Linked DNA regions of Rattus norvegicus: region 2 is linked to region 1. A link is a contact called in public Hi-C data. All regions are on one chromosome and are shown on one strand. The core of a region is the stretch at or near the end of the contact, and the rest is flanking DNA. Distances in the headings are between cores, read along the strand shown.

Region 1 (4,865 bases), core at 631-3,130:
TCTAAGCCACTGAAATAAAATCTTAGAATATTGAGCTACAGAAAAACACTTTAAATTATTTTTATCTATCTATCTATCTATCTATCTATCTATCTATCTATCTATCTATCTATCTATCTATCTACCTATCTATTTTCCTGAGTGTCTTTTGAGTTTCCCTGTTGTTCACTTAAGGTCTTGGCCTAGACAGCAGGGAGTCCTGGGTTTGTCCTGCCTGCCTTACTTCCCAGCAGCATGACTTTGAACTCATCAGTGTCCTCATATGTACACTAAGGATATAAGAGGCACCTCTGCCCCCACAGAAAAGCAAAATGCATGCATGATAGTCTCATATTCTACAGAAATTTTGTCGAGTGTGGAAACAAAAATATAGTACATATGGCTTCTGGCATGTGGCGACCGCTCATCCAATGTTTGTAAGAATTAACTTTGGTGTCATTTGCTATTCAATGTTGTCGGGATCTGAATTAAGCCAGTTCTAGGATACAGCTATTAAATTTTTTCCATTTATTATTGATTTATTTTAAGGATTTGTTTCTATGTGTGTGTGTGTGTGCGTGTGTGTGTGTGTGTGTGTGTGCACGCGTGCGTGCATGCACGCGCCGAAGTGTAGGGCCTGTGGAGGCCAGCTGATTTGGATTCCCTATGGCTGGAGTTACACAAAATTGTCAGCCACTTGATATGGGTGCTAGGAACTGAACTCTGATTCTCCGAAAGAGCAGGAGAATACTCTTTAACTGTAGAACTATCTCTCCAACCCTATTATTTATTTATTTATTTATTTATTTATTTATTTATTTATTTATTTATTTATTTATTTAATGGGAGCACACAGGTATGTGTGCACGTGCACATGCATGCGCGTGCGTGCATATGGGGGCCAGAGGACAACTGGTGGGAGCTATTTCCTTTTTCTAAGAGGGCTGAGGAGGTCCTCAGGCTGGGCATAAGCTCTTTTACCTGCTGAGCCATCTTACTAGCTCCCAGGTCTAGTTTGTCAGCCAACGACTGTGTGGCACCTTGTCCTTTTCTGGACCTCTAACTTTAGTTCTAAAGTAATATTTAGTAATGACATCCAGTTCATCGGGTTCTTGTAAACGACGGTCACATCTTTTCCTTCCAATTGACCACAAGCTGTCACAGGAAGTTTCAAAGGAGAATAAGCATTCGTTCTCTAGCACAGGCAAGGAAAACAGCCAACAAAATCAAGGCAGCCATGCACAATGAACTGCTGATGATATATGCAAATCAAAGCAGTTCTCTCATCCATGCCCATTTATATTTTTCCTAGGGTGGATGTGGAAGAATTTCCAATGAGAACCCTTTTTCTGGTGCTTGCACAAGTCAGCAGATCTCCAAAGCCCAAGTAAAATTCAGGCTGATTAAAACCCCTAAACAACCTGCAAAAGTCACAAGGCATTCAGTGGTTCAGACACTAGGATGAAACAAACCTCTTCTGCCTCTTCCAAGGGCGGACATCTCAGACTCTCACCAGGGGCCAAGCAAGAGGATGAAATATCCTTCAAGTCCCCTGCACTGGGACAGAAACAGCAGCAAAAGCGCCCCTTCCCAGCATCAGGTATCTCCATCCTAGTGGAAGATTTCCCCCAAGTAACGCTACTGACTGACTCTGGGCTCCAGGCAGAGAAGGCGCCTCAGCAGCTAGCCCGGTGATCTCCAGTACTCACACAGTTAAACCTCTTCCGAGGAGACGGGAGAAGTGAGCAGAAGCGGGGTGGGGGGTTGGGGGAGAAGAGAGAGGAGGGAGAGGGAGCAAAGAGCGGGGAAGGAGGGAGGAGAGCGGAGGGAGCACGGAGGAGGGAGCAAGGAGGGCCCCGCCCACTGGGCACAGAGCTGCACCCCCCATCCCCGCCCGCCCCACGGCCGGCCCCGGGCCGCACCTGCCGCGCGCACACGCCCCCCGCGCGCCGAGCCTCCGAGCTGCCGCCGCCGCCGCCCTCCGCACGCACCCGCCGCGGCTCGCCCGCACAGCCCGCACAGCCCAGCCTCGGCGCGGGCCGCAGCCACCCCAGCCGCGGCTGCCGCGCTTCTTGCAGCCACGGGCCGCGGCCATCGCCGCCCTGAAAGAGCCGAGCCTGCCGGGCGCAGAACCCAGTAGGGTCCAGGCTGGGCGCTCGTAAGCACGGGCCGCCTCTGCCGTTGTGGTTCGCTACCCTCTAGCTCCCGGGAGGACGCGCTTGACTCGCTCCTCATCAGCCTCAGAGCTCCGTGTTGCTCCTCAGTGCCGGAGCATCCTTCCCTGTGCTCAGCATCCTCCTGTCAGCGCCGGAGCATCCTGCCCAGTGCTTGGCATTCTCTGTGCTCAGCGTCCTCCTCCGAGCTCTGCATCCTCCTTCCGTTCCTCGGCAGCACCCGGGCCCAGTCCCCACCCGCTCGCACCCCACCCGCGGGAAGGAGGCCTCGGGAATGCAGGGGAGTGGCTGTGGGGGCGCGTCGCCGCTCGGCCAGCCCCTCTACCCAAACACGGGCTGCTCCCCATTGTAAAGCTGCTCCGGGAGAAGGAGGACGGCGTGCTGCTCCCTGTGCGGGGCTGCGGGGAATCTCAGCGTCCTTTTAGGGTGGGGCGGGGAGGGCCCTGGCTTTTGGGGAGTGGACCTGGAGGAGGACCGGAGCAGGGAAAGGACTCTGTAGCGGACTCGGTGAGAGACTATGGGGAAGGACCAGGAGCTGCTAGAGGCTGCTCGTACTGGCAATGTGGCTCTGGTCGAGAAACTCCTATCTGGCAGGAAAGGAGGGATCCTGGGTGGTGGATCCGGACCTCTGCCCCTGTCTAATCTGCTAAGGTAAGAATTGGCACCCACTGCGGGCGCGAGGGGTGGTGTTCTGTACACCCCTCGTTAGCATTGTGATGGGTACGTTCTCTCCTTAGGGTATGGCACCTTGGAGATGTCAGCGATTCATTCTTAAATTAGGCAGGAAAACAGACCTTGTGTGTGAAGTGGAGGCAAGAGCCTCCCAGTCAGACTGATGGTTTAGACTCTTGGAGTAATTTTAAAATAGCTTTTTCCATCAATGCGTCAATCAGCTACTTTTCTCCAAGCTGTGGTGCAGAACTTGTACAGGTCCTGATGTTGCTAGAAGAAAATCGGCATGCCCATTACTGTTGGTGTTTGCAGCTGTGAAAGCCCACCCCTACTAGTTGGCTCTTTAAATGAGAAGCTGTTGGATGCTTGCAGTTACCCTGTGACAGCCACAGGCTCCCTGGATTGCTGCTACCTTTTCCTGCAGAAGGCATCAGCGGTGGGTTATGATCCCACAAAAACAAAGCCTGTGGACCTTCCGAGGAGATGTCAATCAGGACTGTGTAAAACTTGATGAGGCAGGTGAGGCAGCTTTAGGCAGGACTTTTAGTTTCCCCGGACACGGCTGAGTGAAACTCAGGCTGCTGGAAGCCACATCCGGCTTGGGAAAGTGTGTGTGGAATACAGCAGAGGCCTTTTAATGTCAACATGTTGCAGGGGAGACAAATATTGCTCAAAGGCTCTTTCTAAGGTGACATTAAAAAAAAAAGTCAAGGTCTTTATTCACCATACATAAGCTAGGGAGAGCCGGGTTGATTTGTGTGTTTGGGAAATTATTAAAAGTTGAATTGTACGAATGAAATCGCCTAGGAGGCAGGAAGCCCGAAGAGCACTCATTAAATGAAATTCAAGGAAATCTCTTCAGTTCTCAAGTTGTATTGCTTAGTTTGTCCTGTGTAGTTTTGGAAGCGTCTGTCATCATGCATAGCTCTATGTTAAAACATCTCTTAGGCAACTTAACGATACCTGTAAAAAAAAATTTAAAAGCTGAAGTGATTTTTTTGCTTAAAAGTATTTTGTACTACTTTTCATAAAAAAAATAAAAAGTACATATGTTTGGTGTGTGTGCGTGCGTGTGTGTGTGTGTGTGTGTGTGTGTGTGTGTGTGTGTGTGTGTGCTGTGTATGCCATCTAGCCCATTCAGAAAACAGAGGACAACTTGTGAGAGTCTGTTTTTTTTTTTTTTCTTCCCTCTATCATGTGGATTCAAGAAGTGATACTCAGGTTCTCAGGTTTGAGAGCAAGCAAACATCGTTATCCACTGAACCTTCCCAATGCTGTGACCCTTTAATACAGTCCCTCCTATTGTGACACCCCAACCATAAATTACTTTTGTTGCTACTTTATAACTGTCATTTTGCTACTGTTACCAATTGCAAGGTAAATATCTATGTTTTCTGGGAGTCTAAGGCAACCCCTGTGAAAGGGTAATTTGACTCTCAAAGAGATCGCAAGCCCTGGGGTTGAGAACTGCTGCTCTGACCTCTTGTGCTGATGTCCCTAAGTGTTTGATACAAACTTTTGCATGAAAATATTGTGTTGTATACACAGTTTCCCATAGGTTGTGGTCAAATGGTGCAATTAATTACACTATTGTCTCTAGGGAAAGGAAAAGGTTGTCTTACAGTGAAATGAACATAACTGAAAAAATGGTGAGTTTAAAGAACCATAGACTATTATATATAATTGGTGACAGTGACATATTGGAATGGTATTTCATTGCAGAACAATGACTGTGTGTAGACACTCTGCCCCCCAGTGGGTCTTAGACTTAGAAAAGATAGTTATTCTGTGTGCCCCATTTTCAAATACAGGTAGGTAATATACATATTTTAGACTACAGTTCTGATGTTTACCTCTAGATACTTTATAGAAAAAGTCAGCTACAGTTTTAAGTGATAAGTGAACCAGGTGTGTTTGCAAAAGTATCAATGCATAAGTGTAAAAATGATTCTGGCTGTGTGCTAAAACCAGTTCCTTAAAGATTAAAAATTAATATTCTTAGAAAATAAAGAATTCATTAGCAATGAGAGATTTAGTTAA
Region 2 (4,865 bases), core at 1,566-4,065, 180 kb after region 1:
AAGCATCGTTATTGTGCATTTGACAGCACCTCTGGCTTGCCATCTAGGTAGCGAAGACAAGGGTAGGAGGAACAATCGCCGTTGAACCCATGGTGTGTGATCATGGGAGGTTAATCTCCCTTGTCTGTTGGTTTGCTTTCAAGCATCTGGTCAACTTTGGAAAGGGGAGGACTGGGCTGGGAGCGTTGTTTTACATTTTAACCACCCGTGACAAAGTCAAAAGCAGATCGTCATGTCGAGTCTGATTTTCATCTAGTTTAATGCTCGGAATGGTTCCAGATGCTCACATTCTGAATCGTTTCCTGTGGAACCTGATTATATGTATTGAAGAACCAGCATGAATGATGTGATTATTACTTGAGCCGTTTCTGCTCACAGCCAGCCTATCATGGACTTGGCTATGCGACTGCAATGAAAAGTTTAGCATACATGTTATTCACTGAAAATGTTTGTTAATATAATTTGCCCATATACTCCCTAAAGTGTTAGCTTTTGTGTAATTGTGTTTACAGTCTAAGAGCAGTTGCTACATCTTCTCAAAAAAAAATGTAAAAACACTTTAAGAAATTGGGACTCAGTCAAATAGATATTTTATTTTGTTAAAGAAATCCAATATTTTAAGTTACTTTTGGTAATCATTTTATGTTCCCTGTATCAGTTTAATTCTGTCGAGTAGAGCTGCTTTTTAAAAAAATTTTTTTTTATTAACTTGAGTATTTCTTATTTACATTTCGAATGTTATTCCCTTTCCCGGTTTCTGGGCCAACATCCCCCGAATCCCTCCCCCTCCCCTTCTTTATGGGTGTTCCCCTCCCCATCCTCCCCCCATTGCCGCCCTCCCCCCAACAATCATGTTCACTGGGGGTTCAGTCTTAGCAGGACCCAGGGCTTCCCCTTCCACTGGTGCTCTTACTAGGATATTCATTGCTACACTATGAGGTCAGAGTCCAGGGTCAGTCCATGTATAGTCTTTAGGTAGTGGCTTAGTCCCTGGAAGCTCTGGTTGCTTGGCATTGTTGTTCATATGGGGTCTTGAGCCCCTTCAAGCTCTTCCAGTCCTTTCTCTGACTCCTTCAACGGGGGTCCTATTCTCAGTTCAGTGGTTTGCTGCTGGCATTCGCCTCTGTATTTGCTGTATTCTGGCTGTGTCTCTCAGGAGAGATCTACATCCGGCTCCTGTCGGCCGAGCAGAGCTTCTTGAATCTCTTCTGTTTGCTTCTTCTTTATGCTTGCGAATACTTATGAGACGCAAAGTACGTAGAATAGGTATACAAATTATACACTGATACCAAGTCATAATGACATTTATCTGAATATAATTATGTACATATATGTATGTATATGTAATGTAGACATAATAATTTTGTTATTTATCAAGACCTAAAGCAAATTTCATACTAGTGGGAAGGATGTGGTTTTCTTTTATATGAAGGATTAAAATTAGGCTGAATATTGGTACTGTACAATTTGAACCTCTTTAGCATTTTTTTTGGAGTTGATTGATATTTTGATTTTTATAATCATCAGTGAGTTATTGCCACTTTACAGAAATGCATAGTTCAGAAAGGAAGTGCATTTAGGGCCATTTCAGAAAAAATTTGGAAATTCTCTCCTAATTCCAAATTAAAAATAACGAATTTTTAAAAGGAGATTAGCCGGCAACCTAAATTTCAAAAATCAAACATTTCAATATAATACAGTTCAGATATTTACTAATTTAATACATTTGTGCTGAGGAAGTAAGGTAGGGAAATACGTAAGTTTTTGTCTTCTGTAATCAAACCATTCTGTGTCTATAATAGCAGAAAACTTCGTAGGTTCTGTAAAAACACTGCGCATCTCACACTCTGAGTCTGAACCAAAGTATTTCAGATAGCACTTGCTGTCACGTGTGACTTGAGAGCTCGCGTTGTCATGTGTGGCGTGAGCATGCGCAGTGAAAGTACACGTTGTTTGTTCAGAACTAAGTCAAGTCTTGAAATGCATCATGGGGCGGTGCTACCAGAAACACTTGGAAATCATTGTATATTGTTTTTTAATTAATTTTTGGTTGCCGAACATTCAGAAACCTTTTACTCTCACCATCCCCCCCCCATCTCCCTTTATTCAGTTGTGTGCTCCCATATGAGGTTATAGCCTATCATTGAAGACGCTGTGTTAAACCGATCCTAGTGGCACGCATCTTTAATCCCAGTACTCAGGAGGCAGAGGCAAGGGAATCTATGTGAGTTTGAGGCTGGCCTGGTCCACATAGTGTATTCCAGAACAGACAGAGCTACTTAGTGAGACCTGATCAACCAAAATAAGAACAAATAAAAAGAAGAGAGAAAAATAAATGGAGGGATAGGGCTTGTAAAATGTAAGTATCAATATATCTGTATGATATATACTGTAAAGAGGAATTTATTGGATTATCTTATACTGTAAGGGCTGGAGTGTTCAACAGTGGCTTTCTGTAGGCTAGAAGAGCAGAGAATCTGGTAGCTTTTCAGTCCAAGAAGTGAACGGCTTAGTAGTCCCAGTCTGAAAGTCTGGGAGTTCACTGGGGAGTTGCTGGTCCTTATCAGCGAGCCGGAGAAGCTGGAGTCTGACCGCAGTGGAGGATACGTCAGCCGCAGTGGTGTGAGAGACACCCGCTCAGGAGGAAGTGAAGGAGGCATACCCATGCTCTTTTACCCTGGGATTTCTACTTCTGGGCTGTCCACTTCGAGGGTGGATCTTAACTCCGTTCAGTTAACCCTGTCTGGAAATGCTGTCACAGGGCGTGATGGTGTGTCTCCTGGTGGATGTCGGAAACCAATCACATCAGTGTAACCGTCGATTTTTTTCTTTCCCTCTGTCCCCAATAATAACATTGAGCTGCCCTGCATTACATAATATGAAAGTCTGTGTCCTCATTAGGCCATCAATCACTTGAAATAGGGCTAGTCGGAGAGCTTATAGGGCTCTCTCTACTACTGACTTATTTCCCCAGCTCCAGAGAAGATCCAGAGAAAGCTGACACACTCTTGTGTTGTTAGGAATGGATTTTCTCCTTAGATTTGTGAAGAAAATAACAATGACCAAGTGGTGGGGGTAGTTGTTTCTTACATCTCATTGGCTATGCATGTGTATATTGGCCCAAGGAATTTGGGATTACATTTAAGGACTATCATCTTCACTATGTAAAAACCAAAGAAATGAAATGATTTTGTGCATGTCCTGGTTCAGTAGAAAGCCCAGGAACCTGGTTACATTCCAACCAAGGGAATGGAGTCTTTTGGAAAGTTTTGATCTCATCATAAGAAAGCATTCATTTCGGGTAACGAATGCTGACCAGAAGATTTTTAAAATATTCGGAAGTGCCATTTTTAGTCTCTATTAGAATAAGATAAAGAATCTGGGTTTAAAAAAAACCCACACATAATGAGATTCTCAAGCCTTTTCTGTACATCTGCTAAAGGTCCTTATCATGACTGAGTAAAGGAGGGATATGTTTTTAAGAAGTTGGAATGAATGGGCTATTGACTCAAGGCATGAGCTTTCCAAAATCAGGGTTTCCTTTTTGAGTTCTTAGTTTGAGGTTTTGGGCCTGGATTATTTATAGCCTTCGAATGTGTAGAGATGTTCTGAGGATATGTGGATGTGTGCCTACAGGCTCTGTCGATAGGTGCAGCTGAATTTAGCTTCCTGGCACATGCGCTAAATTTCTATTCTGAACCTCCTTGTTTATAAGAATGTGTGCCTATATTCATTCTGCGAAGAAGAAGAAGAAGAAGAAGAGGAGGAGGAGGAGGAATAAGAAGAAGCATTCATTAGAAAAATTTCAGCTATTACAATTAATTTTTTGTTGATAATAAAAAATTAAAAACTGAGACACAAGAGGTAAATGGAATTCAGAGGACCTCCACCTTATGTTAGCAATAAATAGCAATACAGGGTTCTGAGGTAGCCTGTCTGAAATCAGGCATTCCCCAAAGACACCACAGCTCTCGAAGTTCCTACAAATAGAGTCATCTCGCCAGCTGCACGCCATTCATGAAACTCAGTCATGTGCCAAGCTAACTCTTTTCTATGTGGTTATCACCTCTCAGAGGTTTTCTTTCAGATGTAAGAATTTTATCTCCCTCTATCAGCTTTCTCAATTTGCCATTTTGTACCCAATAGTTCAGGATATTTCTTTCATCTGTTCTATTAACATCGACTGTTCTCATACACATAAAAATACATAACTAAGCCTTTAAAACAGGAGGGCGAGAGAGACCGCTCTGCAGTTAAGATCACACCCTGTCCTTCCAGAAGTCCTAAGTTCAATTCCCAACATCGACACGACATTGATGTCTCACAACCATCTATAATGGGATCTGATTCCCTCTTCTGGCCTGCAGGAGTGAGTGCATGCAGACAGAGCATTCGTATACATGAAATAATACATGAATAAATAAATCTTTAAAATTAATTCCTTTTCTGGTCACTTTGCAAAACGTGTCAGAGAAACTGTCTCCTTGAAATGTCAGTCGTGTTGTGTCACAAGTGTCGAGTTGACTACAGAAGTAATTCCAAGTTTCTTGGAATGCTACAAGTCTCCTCATAATCTAAAGTGAAGGCACCATGATGGTCATTCTTCACTGGCAGTCTGACCAGACTTGGAATCATCCCACAGGCAAGCCCATGGTGTGTCTATGAGTGTATTTTCAGTCTGTGAGGGAAGATTCACCTTGATGTGATGGCAGCAGCCCACAAGGCAGGGTCCTGACCTGATTGAAAATGGAAAAAAAAATCAGACAAATGCTGACATTGCCTTTCCGTTTCCTAATCTTTGAGATGTGAGCAAGTTCCTGCTACTCCAGCTACAGGCTACTCCTGTGGCCATGCCTTCTGCACCA

Evidence for each region. A called contact is a pair of places that touch in the nucleus more often than the background predicts.
Region 2: a Hi-C map of frontal cortex shows a contact between it and region 1, with 2.1 times the contacts expected there. The contact joins the enhancer-like site here to the promoter of Anks1b in region 1. A contact is called at or near these places in 3 of 12 Hi-C or Micro-C datasets (the A7r5 cell line, frontal cortex and prefrontal cortex).

What each region holds. Positions count from the first base shown.
Region 1 is chr7:26,198,769-26,203,633 of GRCr8, forward strand. Anks1b (ankyrin repeat and sterile alpha motif domain containing 1B) reads left to right here and starts at 1,881. Exons shown (of 27, transcript NM_001414940.1): 1 at 1,881-2,804. The coding sequence starts at 2,671.
Region 2 is chr7:26,378,041-26,382,905 of GRCr8, forward strand. The region is part of intron 1 of Anks1b (ankyrin repeat and sterile alpha motif domain containing 1B); the gene reads left to right. Among named protein-coding and RNA genes, the nearest start is that of Anks1b, 180 kb to the left of the region's middle. Within about 2 kb of position 2,816, at least 3 of the 93 cell types and tissues checked have an H3K27ac peak or open chromatin away from gene starts, as enhancers often do.